Regions from separate parts of the Mus musculus genome. Here regions 2, 3 and 4 are each linked to region 1. Evidence: chromatin contacts called from public promoter capture Hi-C data. All regions are on one chromosome and are shown on one strand. The core of a region is the stretch at or near the end of the contact, and the rest is flanking DNA. Distances in the headings are between cores, read along the strand shown.

Evidence for each region. Promoter capture Hi-C pulls out the DNA fragments that hold promoters and counts their contacts.
Region 2: a promoter capture Hi-C map of pre-B cells shows a contact between it and region 1. The contact joins the promoter of Ropn1l here to the promoter of Otulin in region 1.
Region 3: a promoter capture Hi-C map of pre-B cells shows a contact between it and region 1. The contact joins the promoter of Marchf6 here to the promoter of Otulin in region 1. A contact is called at or near these places in 3 of 39 promoter capture datasets (the HPC-7 cell line, hematopoietic stem and progenitor cells and pre-B cells).
Region 4: a promoter capture Hi-C map of pre-B cells shows a contact between it and region 1. The contact joins the promoter of Dap here to the promoter of Otulin in region 1. A contact is called at or near these places in 3 of 39 promoter capture datasets (liver and pre-B cells).

The regions. Positions count from the first base shown.
Region 1 is chr15:27,629,047-27,632,430 of GRCm38.p6, forward strand. It overlaps Otulin (OTU deubiquitinase with linear linkage specificity), which reads right to left and starts at 1,647. Exons shown (of 7, transcript NM_001013792.2): 1 at 1,412-1,647. The coding sequence starts at 1,563.
Region 2 is chr15:31,451,952-31,455,251 of GRCm38.p6, forward strand. It overlaps Ropn1l (ropporin 1-like), which reads right to left and starts at 1,738. Exons shown (of 5, transcript NM_145852.2): 1 at 1,462-1,738. The coding sequence starts at 1,592. Gm49208 (a long non-coding RNA gene) reads left to right here and starts at 1,720. Exons shown (of 2, transcript XR_003951491.1): 1 at 1,720-1,961; 2 at 2,729-3,300.
Region 3 is chr15:31,528,900-31,532,308 of GRCm38.p6, forward strand. Marchf6 (membrane associated ring-CH-type finger 6) reads right to left here and starts at 2,138. Exons shown (of 26, transcript NM_172606.2): 1 at 1,904-2,138. The coding sequence starts at 1,922. It overlaps Gm41287 (a long non-coding RNA gene), which reads left to right and starts at 2,205. Exons shown (of 3, transcript XR_875101.3): 1 at 2,205-3,038; 2 at 3,216-3,409.
Region 4 is chr15:31,222,159-31,225,705 of GRCm38.p6, forward strand. Dap (death-associated protein) reads left to right here and starts at 2,227. Exons shown (of 4, transcript NM_146057.3): 1 at 2,227-2,425. The coding sequence starts at 2,371.

The DNA of each region.
Region 1 (3,384 bases), core at 397-2,896:
AACAGCAGTGTGAAGACTCCTTCCCTTTGAGGTCCGTTCCCCAAGGTGTTCGTGAGAACCACCACACCAGAAAACCTTCCAAACAACTGTGTGTACGTTGGAGAATGTGGTTCTGGCCTCAAAGGCTCAGGTATCTTTCAAGGCATGTGAAACTGCTAGGGTAAGACTGAGGTGCAGGGCTTAAAAGGCTGGGCATCCAGGAAAGGAATGGACTAGGAAAGCAGGCTGAAAGGCAGAGCCGTCAGGAAGCAGAGGAAGAGCAGAGGAAAGAGACATCTCTAACCTAGACAGTTTCAACCTGGCAACCACAGACTAGACCAACTCAAACATGGCCCTGTAATATAAAGGAGCTCAATAGAAAGAAAAATAAGTGTCCCTACTTAAGAATCAGGACATTTCATTTAAAAAAACCAGGCTATCTAGATTCATTGACTACAGCAACTATGGCTGAAGCTTAGATAATGCTGACCCAAATAAAGAGCTAAAAGCTCCCCAAGTCCCAAAGCTAACAGACAATGTCACTAACGCTAATTGGCAGCCTAGCTCTTAGAGAAGGTTAAGGCTTCCCACTCTATACCTTTCCTGTTACCACTAGCTCATTACAGGAATAATTACCATCACACTCGGGCGCTCAATAAACGAAAGCGGTCAAAGCCCACCGCAAAGCACCTCACAACTGAGCTGCTATTATATCCCGTCTTCCTTAACAAGGCTTCAAAAGACCCCTTCTTAGGAAATTGAAAGAGCTCTAAAGGTCCATCTAGACACACCTTATGCTTTAACTTTTGGATCATAAGAAAACTGACTGTCGGAGCTTTTGATTTTCTAAGTCCAAAGACATCTAGAACTGTGCCACGAACTCAGTAGACACCTCCAAACCCTGCACAGTGAAATCGCTTCTAACTTACTGTTTTTCTTCACAGTCAATAAGGAACTGCTCTAAAACTGTGTGCCTGTGTGTGTGTGTGTGTGTGTGTGTGTGTGTAAAAGCAAAGAGTGGTAGGAATACCTAGCCAGGGTCTGACGGGGTAAAACGGAGAGGGCCAGCCTGTGGCCAAAGTCTGTCCAACAGGTGGGAAACTCTTCAAGTGGTGACATCGCAGGACAATTCTGTGGCTGTTACTGGGGCGAACTCACTTCCTCCGAGCTAGGTTAGGGGAAAAGAGCTACAGGGAGTCAGTGGATCATTAAAGGGGCCTCTCTGGATTTCTTTCCCAAATTCCTAGCGCTTTCCCTAACTTCAGGATTGGACAGTTGTCAAAGCGGGAGTGTGGCGGCCTGGGTGACCGAGCTGTGACAGGGTCCACACTCCCGACTCTCTACTGCTCGGTCTGGGTAGCCGACCTGAAACCGAGGGAACCCACGCAGCCCCGCGCCCGCGCCCGCTCCCACGCCCGCCCCGCTCACTCACTGCTCGGCCGGGCATCGCGTCGCGGCCCGGGGCTGCGCGCCGGCCGTCACCTTCCCGCCGTCCCGCGCCGCGGCCCCGGCCTCGCGCGCCGGCGTCTCGGCGCAGCTTGCACCGGGCCACGCTCCGGGCTGGGGCATGGTTCCCCGACTCATCCGCGGCCACGCCGGGCCCTGCCGTCCCGCCGTCCGGAGCCGTGGCTGCGCTGCCCCGCACCCCGCGAGGTCCGCAGAGCGCTTCCGTAAGCGTCACTGTGGCCCGCCCCGCGACCTTTGACCTGCAGCAAGGGGGCGTGGCGAGAGGCTAGGGGACCTGGAACGGGCGGGGCTGGGAATGGAGGGAGGACGCCTGCGCAGAGCGGATTTGAGCCGCGGAGCCTGGAGCGGCCCGCGCCGTGTGCCCACTGCGCATGTCCGGGCTCAGTAGGTGGTGTTGGGGGATGTTGGAGGCTGGGCAGGACACGCGGCTGGGCGGTGTGGAGTTGAGAGAGTTAGGATGCCGGGTAGTACTTACCTCGGTACAGAACTTCATCCTTGGTCCCCTAAAAGTTCTGCTGGCACCGTTCCTCAGTGCCAGCGCGGCCTCTGGAGCCCACGTGGCCTTGACCTCGGCTGTGGGGTCGTAGTTGAGCAAGCACAACATTCTGTGCCATCTTGAATTAGATTGCTTCATGTGATCGATTTAAGAGTAAGAGTAAAGGGCTGACATTAACAGATTTCCAAGGTATGACCGTGGAGGCGCAGAAGCCGGGGAGAGTGGGTGAGTTAGTAGGCATGGCTCCAGCCTTGAGGCAGAACCCGAGTATGGAGCAATAGCGAGGCAGGGACATTTCGGAAGCCTGCAGATAGGTTCAGGGGCAGAACCGAAAAGTAAGATTGGAAGTCAGATCATAAAAAGCCAAGTTTAGATTGATAAGCTTGAGCTTCGTCTTTTCCGTGTTCTCTCTATAAGGCCATTTATGAAAGATCATTTTTGCCTGCAGTTAAATATTAAAGCATAGGACTAAACTGATGTTCAGAGGTGAGGGGAGCACACTAGTGTTAAACATCCCCAAGGCTGATTGGGTGATTAAAACGTCCTTGATTATGGAGAGCTAGAATATTACCGATTAGGAGTAAGCTGCACAGTCTTGGGCGATCTTCAGTTCTCCTTAATAGCCATTTATTGCCAACCTCATTATAGCTTTTAGGTAAATCATTGGGATCTACAGACTTACGGCCAGAATAACATCAGATCACATAACAAACATTTAACAAACATTTCTACCATCTACCTGATGCGTTTTAGAAAGACCTTTGACTTAATGTTTGATTTGTTCTGTTACTATTTAAAAAAACAAACAAACAAACAAAAAAGCAAGGAAGCCATTAGGCTGGAGCATATGGAGACTATTTGGAATAAGTCAAATCTGTGTTCCTGGACCATTGTGCCTCATATTTCCTTGGCTCCAGACTAAACTATCTTACTTTCTTTCAGGGGAGGGCTATGTTCTTTGTAAAGAACCTGTAAAGATAAACTCGGGGAGGTGGGAACATAAGAGGATAAACTATAGAAAGAACATTTGTGCTGGGTGAGATGGTGCACGCCTTTAATCCCACCACTTGGGAGGCAGAGGCAGGCGAATTTCTGAGTTCGAGGCCAGCATGGTCTACAAAGTGAGTTTCAGGACAGCCAGGGCTACACAGAGAAACCCTGCCTCAAAAAAACAAAACAAAACAAAACAAAACAAAAACAAAAACAAGAGAAAGAAAGAAAGAAAGAAAGAAAGAAAGAAAGAAAGAAAGAACGTTTGTCTTGAGACAAATAACTCTGAGGTGTTCTTTTCCTTTTTTTTTTTTTTCTTTAAAAAGTAAGAAACACACCTGCTGAAAATTCAAAGCATAAAATGGTAAGCAAACTGGTTGAGGAACTTAAGGAGGAAGGATTGTAGTAGGTCATCACCCAGTTCACGTCCATCTGGAACATCCCAATCTGAC
Region 2 (3,300 bases), core at 488-2,987, 3.8 Mb after region 1:
TAGGAATCTGAAAATGTGTGAGCTGGAGGTTAAGGAGGCACAGAAATGGCTTGGGGCAACAACTTGAGTGAATTCCCTTCGGATTTGGCCAGCACGAGGCCTTGTGCCAGGCAAGGTCTTAAGCCACAGTCAAAGAACTTGTAGCCAGGAAGATGAACATGAAATTAAGCACCAGGGCACCAGGTATGTCTATGAGTTATCAGAAACCATCTAAATCTGAAACATAGATAGATGGACATGGATAGTGAAGACTGAATAGATTAAAGGCAACCCCCTCTCTCTTCACCCTTTAGGGTCAACTCCACCTATAACTACTAAGACTTTTGTGCTCCTCTCTGTGGTTTCGTTAATGAGCTAAGGAGTGGTGCGGACAGCCACGAGAGAAACAGATGCAGAACTGTTGACCTAAAAGTCCAGGCCCCGGTTACAATGCTGTGGCTTGGTGGATTCACACCTATTCATAGTTGTTCCCTCATCGGCAGTCTAATGAATCAGGGATTTCTTGTGTAAGGCTTCAAAAAAACTCTCTCTGTAGTATTAATAAATGTGCCAATAGGGGCGGAGACTTGAAGTGCAAATAAACTTTCATAAAGACACCCTAGCCCTTCTCTCTAAGGCTCGAGCATATGTAATATCGCTGAGGGGTTATTGAGAGAACTGACAAAGGGACCGCTGGGCTCACAGGTGACCCTGACGGAGCTAAGTAAGACATCCAGGTCCTGTCCCCTGAAGCCCCGTGAGAGGTACTCTACATGGCAAGCGTCTTTGCACAATTAAGGACTTTAGATGGGGGAAACTATCCTGAAGAAACGGTATGGCTCCTAAATGTATCACAGGACTCCTCAGGAGAGGAAGGCAGAAGAGAACCCACGGATTGTAGAAGGGCCAGGAAGTTCCAACAGCCGAGTCTGATATGGAAGCAGCCACCCCAAACGCCTGTTGCCTGCTCCAGATGTTTTGTTGCTTTTACCTCCAGAGCTGTCGTTTTTTAAAAGTCGAGTTGTTAAAACAGCCAAAAGTAACGAAACCACCTTAGCTAATATAGTTCAGAGAAAGTTAGCAAATTTTGGCTAAAAATAGTTATTCTCGTGATTTAAAAAGTGGCACAGTTCTCTTGTAAAACCGAAAGAATGAGTGTTAAGATTATAATGGTCAGGCCCTTGAAAGGGTTCCTGTCCTTGTTTCTAGAGTGTGAAGGTTCGCTAGCTGTGAGCTGTGCTGGACAATTTTCTCAGGTGGCAGCTTTCACATACCTCTGCCTCATTTGGGGGTGGGTGGGGGCATAATTCAGTTGTTCTGGGCGGTTTCATTTATAACATCCCTGTAACTGATTTTTTTTTTTTTTTAAACTCAGCGGAGCCACTTTTTGCCCCGCGGTTGGTGTGCAAGCTTTGTTAGTCTACACCCACAACGTCGGCGTCTGTACTCGGTAACGGGGTGAGGTTCCCTGGCCGGCCTTACCCCGCCGACCACTGCAGCACGTCCGCCGGCTGCGTACGGATGGCAGCCTTGGTGAACTGCTTGAGGATGTCCGGCAGCTCCGGGGGGATGTGGATCTGCTGCGCGCAGAACATGGTGTCGGGCAGCGGCATCGTTCTGGGGAGACCGCGGCGGCCTGGGACGTTGTGCTGCGGGGAGGAGAGGCAGGGTCAGCGCAGCGGGCGGCGGGGAGGGACTGCTCCGCCCCCTCAGGAAACTGAGGCCCAACCGCCCAGAGCGGATAGAGCACGCGATTGTGGCGTGCGGTCTCCAGGCAACCCGAGCTGCGCATGCGCACAGCCTCAGCAAACAAGGGGCGGACGTCCGGCTGGCCTCTGTGACCAACGAGTGACCACAGAGCGGAGAGCGCCATAAAACAGCTTGTTTTCCTAAAACGCGGAGGTTGCGCTAATCCGAACCCCAAGAGGTCTCGACCAGGGTCTCGGCTTGGCGTGTGACTCCATTTGGTCCACACACCCACTGTATGAATACACATTTCCAAACCAAAGCAGCTTGGCAAAAAAACATTTAGTTAATAGAATGGGAAAACAAGGACTCTCAGACACTGTTGACAGAAATGAGCGTTTATCTGGGGACTACAGGATTTTCTAACGACTTAGCAATATTTATCCTAAGGGGGGGGATAGGCATAAGGAGTAAATAATAATGCCTATTATGTAGCTTGGTAGGTTAACTTTTATTAAAACCTCTATCATGGTCTCCAAAGAAAAACAACACAATCGGGTAAAACCAACAGAGTTAAAATCTGATGTGGGGACTGCGAGACTCGCAAGGCTGGGGTTCATTTGAGCTGGGAATTGGAGACCAGCCTGGGCAACATTTAGCGCTTCAAGAAGCAACAAGTCTGTTCCCACCCACACCACCACCACCACCACCACCACCACCACCACCACCACCACCACCACCACCACCACCACCACCACCACATGACTGGTGAAGCGGAAAAGATTGTAAAACAATCTGGGTGTGCAGGTGTCTGTTCCTTTTATTCTTAAAAGTCTCAGGTATAAATTGTGACAATTCAGCTTTTGTTTTCTTAAGTGAATTATATTTTGCTGTTGTATCTAAAAAAAAAAAAAAAAAAAAAGTGAGCCTAGCCTACATTGACCTTTTTTTTCCCTACATAAGTTACTATTAGTTCGTTTGTACAGTATCTGTAGTGTGAATGTTTGCTTTTCATTCTGTTACCAGTCCAAATACTTCACTTTTTTTTTTTTTTTAATTTCAGCATCCATGCCCCGTTGTGTGGAATCCACTGAATACATACGGAAGTGTCTGCTTTACCAGATACACTATGGCAAGGAAATGGCCACCTAAGCAAAATGGGTGTGGTTCCTGAGCAAGAAGCTCCTTCCTCCTCCAAGTACATCCTAAAGCATAAATGAACGAGCCGAAAGAAAGTCTTAGGCACGGTTGTATAAGCAAAGGAGATTAAAGAAAACAAAACAAAATAAAAAAACCCAACGCAATGGCTAAACAACATAAAGTGATGCAGAGGGGCCTGTGCCTTGCTGACAGTCTACCCATGGTTTTAAAGGCTTGCAGAGTAGCAGCAGGAGGCTGATGGAGGACTAGGTGTGTATGTGTGCAGACCTAACGAGCCCACTGAGGAAGCAGCTAGGCCTCAGCGGTCTCCCCGGAGGGAGTCCTGTGTGCTGGCTTGGGCAGCTGACTTCTCGCTCTCTCTTCCATCTTCTGGTTACTATCTGTTCTGCACTTGTGGTCCTTGGAGGCAGACATCTTCAGTCACTTAACACATCAACTCTCCTAATCACTGTGTTTCAGGAGATAACCAGTTTT
Region 3 (3,409 bases), core at 888-3,387, 3.9 Mb after region 1:
TATCTTATCCCAATAAAAAAAAAGTACCTTCAAGCACTAGAAGTACCATTTCCTTCATGACATCACACTCAGTTTCTCAATTCCTGAGTTACTAATACCTGTGGTCATTTCATAAATCTGTGAAGTACTAACTGCCCAGGTGGAAAAAAATCAGGTTTTCATATAATATGTCAGTGCAAAGCCAAGTAATACAGATGCTAGATTTAGTCATTAAAACTTAAATCAAAGGAGATTATGTGTAGTTGAGAGCACTTGTTCTTACAGAGGACCAGGTTTTGAGTCCCAGCACACATGGCATTTAACAACGATTAAATACATATGAGCAAAATACAAACAAACTCGAATCAAAGCCAGGCATGGTAGTACAAGATGCTGAAACAGAGGAGTATGGAGAACTCATTTCAAAAACCAAACAAAACAAAGACAGGCACTGAATATAAACGGCTGTGAAACCTACAGAGATGTAAACACAAGATCAACCTGGGCGATTGTTAATCCTCAACAGTTTCTTTCCCAAAGTTCTGCAATGGCAACTAGCTTCACTCATTGAATAGAACCGTACTGTAGCATAATGAAGTGGCAGCGACAAACAATGAAAATAGGGTCAACTGTTTCTTACCACCCGTGTGAACCTTAACCAAGCTATTAAATAAGCCTACATTTCCACAGCCACGAAAGGTAACACACATCCACCCCGCAGGGCTGTCGGGAACGTCAAAGTGAATCAATCCTCCTGTGCATATTTTGTAAACAATACTTTTTTTTAAAAAAAATCAACTCATCACATTATTACTAAACTTTTTATTACTCTAATGACTTCAATACAAGTGCTTGATGGTTCGATTGCATGTAAAGTCGGTAAAATAAAGCCTGAGGTTGAAAAGAACGCTCATTCGAACAAGAATATATCTAAACAGTAAGTATCTGCACTAGTAAGTACATGATCAATAATTTCCTCTACAGACTCACTAATACATCAGTGCCTCTAAAAACTGCTTTAAAACACTTTGCCACAACGTCAGGTAAGCGGCTGCTTTCTACACCCATGTGGCTGCTTTTCTTTCGTGTTCTCTGCTAATTCAAAACAACCGCATCCAAAGTACACGTCCACAAACAAAACAAACAAACCCTTGCTTTGTGGTGACAAGGATTTAGAAGAAACCTAAATATTCGCCTTTCCCTCCTCCAATAGTCTCTAGAAACCGTCCCCTCTCGGGTCTGGTCAGTGCAGTTAGGGTAAGGCAAACAGAGAGCAAGATTTTGCAGCAGGGGTCAGTTCAGTCCACTCAGCAGTCGTCACCTCGCGGGGTATTTTCCGCGAAGTTTCAAAGTCAACAAAGAAGTTGTGTGGCAGAGGTTGGGCCTACAGGACAACAGCAAACAGACTCGAACACGGAGGGGGGAAAAACGAGTGGGGGAGGGGAGTGGAAACGCCCCCGGACTTCGCACTGCGGCCCCCTCCTCCGCGGACCGCGGGATGGCGGTGGCCGGGGCCCCGATCTTCCACACCGTCAAGTCCCCGGCAGCCCCACGCCTCGGGCACCCTATGGTCTCCAGCGCCCCACTTCCCGACATCCCCATGTCTCGAGCACCCCACGTCGCGACACCCCCACGTCCGGGATGTCCCACGTCCCGGCACCCCACGTCTCGGACACCGAAGTCCTGGCACCCCAGTGTCCCAGCCGAGGCTGAGTCCTCGTCGCCCGCGGGAACCGGCGGGGGGCGCGCAGAGGGTCACCTTCCGATCCGAGCCCGCTGGAGGACCAGCTCGAGCCGCGCGCTCGCCCGCCCGCCCGCCCGCCCGCCCGCCGGGCAAGCAAACTGCCCGCGGGATCCGCCGCGAGCGCCTCGGCCCGACTGGAGCGCGGGCGCCGCTGCAAGGGCGCGGGCGCCGCCGCCTCACCTTCCTCGGCGGTGTCCATCTTGTCTGGGGGGCGGCGGTGACGCAGCCGCGAGGCGCCCGCGACCCGGCAGAGCCTCGGGGCCCGAAGGGAAAGGCGGGCGGGCGGGCGGGAGGAGTGGAGGAGGAAGAGGACGCGGGCCGGGCAAGTGCGTGCGCTCGGGTGCGAGAGGAAGCCGGTCGCGGGCGAGGGGGACAGGGACAGCGACTGACAGAAAGCGAGCGCCGGGGAGGGGGGAGGGGCGCGCGGCCGAGCGACGGGCCTGGGCGGGGCGCGCGGCGGAAAAGGCGGGGCGCCGGAGCGCTGCGCGTCACATCCGGCGCGCGCCTTCGCTCGCGCTCGCGCCGGGCTCGCGGAGGCGGGGGCGGGGTGCGAAACACGGCCTGACTGGTGGCGAAGGCTGCGCGCGGGATGGAGACTGAAAACCTAGAGGCAGGCGGCAGGCACCTCGCGGAGGGGCGGCTGCGGCGGCGGCGGCGCGGGCGCGTTCCGGGACAAAAGGAACGCGGAGCGGCGGGAGCGAGCCCGGCGCGCACGCCCGCCCGCCCGCCGGAGCGGGTGTGGGGGACAAAGGGTCCCAGCTTGGGGTACCCGACCGCCACTCCCGGGGCGTTCAGAGTCGGCCCCGGAACGAGCATTTTTGGTTCCGCTCTTGAGTGGTTCTGAGGCACGTCTGAAAGAATTACAGAAGCATCCCTAAGATGGAAAAAGACGAGCATCCAGGTTATCAGAATCTCTCCTGGGGAGGCTTATGCAATTGAGTGGAAAGACCACGTCTTCACAGCTGAAAGCCAACATTGAATCTACCTCTAAGGGAAATGGGTTCAGATGGCGACACAATTAAGGGAAGCTTACCTGGCCAGAACTAAATGGCTGATGAAAGAATGATGAAAGACTCAGACCTGCTCGCATCAGTAGGCCACCTTCCTCACATAATCCTTAGAGCTTTCTCTAAATAAGATAGTACAGATTAGAAGAAAAGTGTTTCCAACCCGGATGCTTAAACGTGCACATAACGGAAAGTAGATTCAAGAAACGGAATTTTGGCCGGGCAGAGGTGGTGCATGCCCTTAATCCCAGCACTTGGGAGGCAGAGGCAGGTGGATTTCTGAGTTGGAGGCCAGTCTGATCTACAGAGTGAGTTCCGGGACAGCCGGGACTACAGGGCTACACAGAGAAACCCTGTCTCAAAAAACCAAAAAAAAAAAAAAAAAAAAAAAGTTATGTGACTGTTTTTGTTTTAACCCCAGGTGTGGGATATGGGGCTGCTTCAGATGGGCCACAACCGTTAACTATGATTGTCTCGTACTCTAGGAGGGGAGTGATCTAAATGGCAGTCTCCAGAGCAGTGGGAGGTGCTTTGAGGAAGAAGAAGTGGGGAGAGGAGGAGGAGGCAGAAGAGAAGGAGGAAGCAGAAGAGGAGGAGGAGGTTTTTGGTTCCTGCTGCTCCTGTTGCTGTTGCTTAATGAGACGTTGGAGATGCCCTGTTGTGGAAGATTGGACTGATC
Region 4 (3,547 bases), core at 977-3,476, 3.6 Mb after region 1:
GTAAGGAAGGCACTGGAATCTCCAAAGCTATGGTCATAAGATTTTGTTGTTATTTTTTAATGTATTTATTTAATTCTGCAGTGGGGATAGAACCAGGGTGTGGCTCCTGCAAGGGAAGCTGTGGAAAACTGAAGTACGCTGCCTCCGAATCTCTCCTTTTCAGGCAAGTTACTGCAGGTGTTTGTGGGAGTGCTGAGAAGCTAACATCCCCGGGGGGGGGGGGGTGGCACAGCCCTCTGCCCTCCGATGTCTTTCTTGCAGATAGGGAAACCACAGGGCTCAATGACGTCACTAAGGTTCAAAACAGACAATGGCAGGGAGAATTCGCACCTTCTGTGACTTCTTCACTCTTTCCAGATTCTGTTTAGAAAACAGCCTACTTAGAGAAAAGTAGGAAATGTCCTCCAAAACCCTTACCCAGAAGTCAGCCAGCACTAGGAGGAAATGCTGCTGGGCTGAGAAACCTGGTATCTGGGCCCAGCTCACATTCACCAGACTGAAATGACTCTTTCACCTCCTCCCCCTCCCGCTCCCCCTTCCCCTCTCTCTATCTCTTTCTCTGTGTATGTTCTTGTTAAAAATGAATTATCCTCTCTCATCCCTAGAACCATTTAAGATTCAATTAACACCAGTCAACATTACTAGAATCTGTTCGGTAGACACCAGTGCATAGAATGCTCCCAGAGTGGTACTCAACATGTAGACTGTACCTGTGACAGACTGGGCTGGACATGCCCACACCCACCCACATGCCTCCTCCACAAGTGAAAGTGAATGAATATACTATTATATCCTAAGCATCCACTCCATTTTCTGTGTAGGCCCCATTTGTTGCTCTCTGTTAAGACAACATTGTAGGAGACCCATTGCCTCTCTGTTCCAGGATTATATGGGTCTTTTGCGATTGCCATGGCTAAGGGCCTGGAATATAAGTGAAAACCATATACCAGGCTTCTCCTTCCATGGAGCTGACAGTCCAGTCCATGGAGAATTCCAGTAAATGAGCAGAGAGAAATAAGGACGGCCAGATGAGGTTGATCGCATGGAGGCAGTAAAAAACATGAACAGAAACATGAGCCGGGCACCTTGGCTACATTCTCAGATCCCACAGGTCAGCTGACTTCACAAGCTGGTTGTACTATAGGAAGGAGTCAGTCATGTAGATATCTGGAGGAATCAGTGCTCAGTGATGGGAATAGCAGATGCCAAGACCAGAAGAACTGGCCTGTCCCACTAAAGAAGGATCAGAACAACCAATATGGGTCAAGGAGCCATAAGCAATGAGCTGCTAGTTTGCCAGGCCCTGTCACGAAAAAAGCCTTGTGGGTTGTATGTGCTACAGGTTGCATTTGATGGCCACAAGGGCTTCAAACCTCCTCGACTAAGAAATTGTTTCTATGCAAGCCTGCAAACCACTTGCCTCTTGAGAACCGCGAGCTAAATAATTCTGAGTAATTTATGAATTACTCAGACGCCAACATCATTACAGTGGAAAGCACCCCAGGAACGTGTAGGGAAGAGGGCCAAGGATGATGCACGGGAGATACAAATATTTACAAGTCTACAGAGAAGCTTGCCAAGCCGAATGGCAGCCACGGTGGTCTGGACAAGGCAGAGACATGGCGTCCCTAAAGCTAAAGAACATCCAGAGCTGTCTGCAGTGCTCCTACGAGATCAAAGGCACTGGACAAGTGACCTTCGGATTTGGCAGCCTGGGGTCAGGGAGAGGTTCTGAGAGATCAGTCAAGAGGTTCTGAGAGTAAGGAAGGAGTAGAGAGGTGTGGCACCCTGCCTCTTTTAATAGCTGGGTCGTCTAAGATCCGTGTGCAGCCTGGAAGGGATGGTGGCAGGCCCTTTTCTAAAGATAGAAGACTGCTGATCTTGCAGAGCTGCGAGTTCTAGAGAGTAACGGATAAGTTTTGCTGCAAAGTGAGCCAAGGAGCCAGGAGCTGCCATCTCTGAACGAAACCCCGCGCTGGGGTCTCGAACCACCAGCAGGCTACGCTTCCCTCAGTGACAGCTTGGCTAGTGAACACGCACCACGGGTCCAGCCCCTCGCTGGTCGCAGGGCCGCCCCGCCCTTCACGTACACACGCGCCCTGTCATCCTTCCCATACAATAGCCTTGGAGTCGTACGTGGCGCTGGCCGCTGCGCATGCTCCACAAGGACGGGCGGGGCGAGGCGAGGCGGCTCACAGAGTTCGGGTGGGCGGGACCGTGCCACGCAGCCGTTTGGAGCCACGCCCCCCTGCCCGGGGCGGCAGTGCGCGTTCCCGAGCAGCGCGCGCCTCACGCCTTCCCCCGAGTCCTCGCGCGCGCACTGACGCCCACCCCGCGGCTGCCGTCGCCCCTCCGAAAACCAGCGGCGCCATGTCTTCGCCTCCAGAAGGAAAGCTGGAGACCAAAGCTGGACACCCGCCCGCCGGTACTGACTGGTTTGCACTATGTCTTGGGGCGCCGGGAGGGGACAGGGCAGGATCGGGGTCCCAGTGCCCCGGTGCCCCTTGCTTGTGTGCTGCGCAGGCGCGCAGGTGAGCGGGCCCGGGGTGCAGGTGAGCGGGTCGCGGGATCCAGCCCTCCCCGGCGGGGACACCCTAGTTGTACAAGTCAAAACTCAAAAGTAGGCAGTTTTTATGAGATTGCACAGATGTTTGCGTGGGAGACCCCCAACAATTAAAAGGTAGTGTTGTATCATGATGATTAATCGTGGGCTGACAGCATTTCACACTGACAGACCAAAGAAGCGGAAATAATTATGATCATTAATCACCCGGCATGACTTCCTTTATTCATTTAATTTTCGCATCCAACTCCCTCTTGAAAGTGGTTAAAACGGTATTTTTTTAAAGCAAACCCGGAACTTCTGAGCCAAAACTTCTTTTTACTGGCAGTTCAGTCCAGTAAAGAGCCACCTCTCTTAGGAAATGGTGAGCAACCTTTGTGTGCCTTGGGCAGCCGCCTCCACTCAGTTCCTGTTTGTTCCTCCATGGCTGGAGGAGTTGGCATTTCTACTGCCCTTTCTGGTGGCAGAGATACCTGTGGAAGCACCACAGAGAGCCAGCCTGGAAACCGTGGGTCCTAGAAGCCAAGTCTCCTGTGGTATAAAACCAGGGCATCTCCCTGCAGACCTTGGAGGACTGTGTGGGGTAGGGACACATCTGTACCATCTTTCTGTAGTAAAAACTTAGACTCTCCAGCTGCTGGCCCCACTGGAGAACAGGAGGAGAGAGGAAACTGCCTTTAAAGTATGCTGTATTTCAAAGCTGATTCACTATGACAGTGCTTCTCAACTCGCCTAACTGGGGTTAGGAGTTATAGCTACGGGAGTCTTTGTGTTCAGTGTAAGATACTATGCTAGAGTATGGAAGGCTCTGGGTTCAATTCTCACTTCTTACAATACAAATTAACTTGTGGAAAGATTACCTTTAAGATACTGGCTCCTATCCCTAACCAAGTCTGTCCGCAATGGGTACCGGCTTGCTTCGCCAGTGGCGTCTCACTGAGTATATTAAACCACCTTCAGGGTAGGCCCTATGCCCCAGTAAAT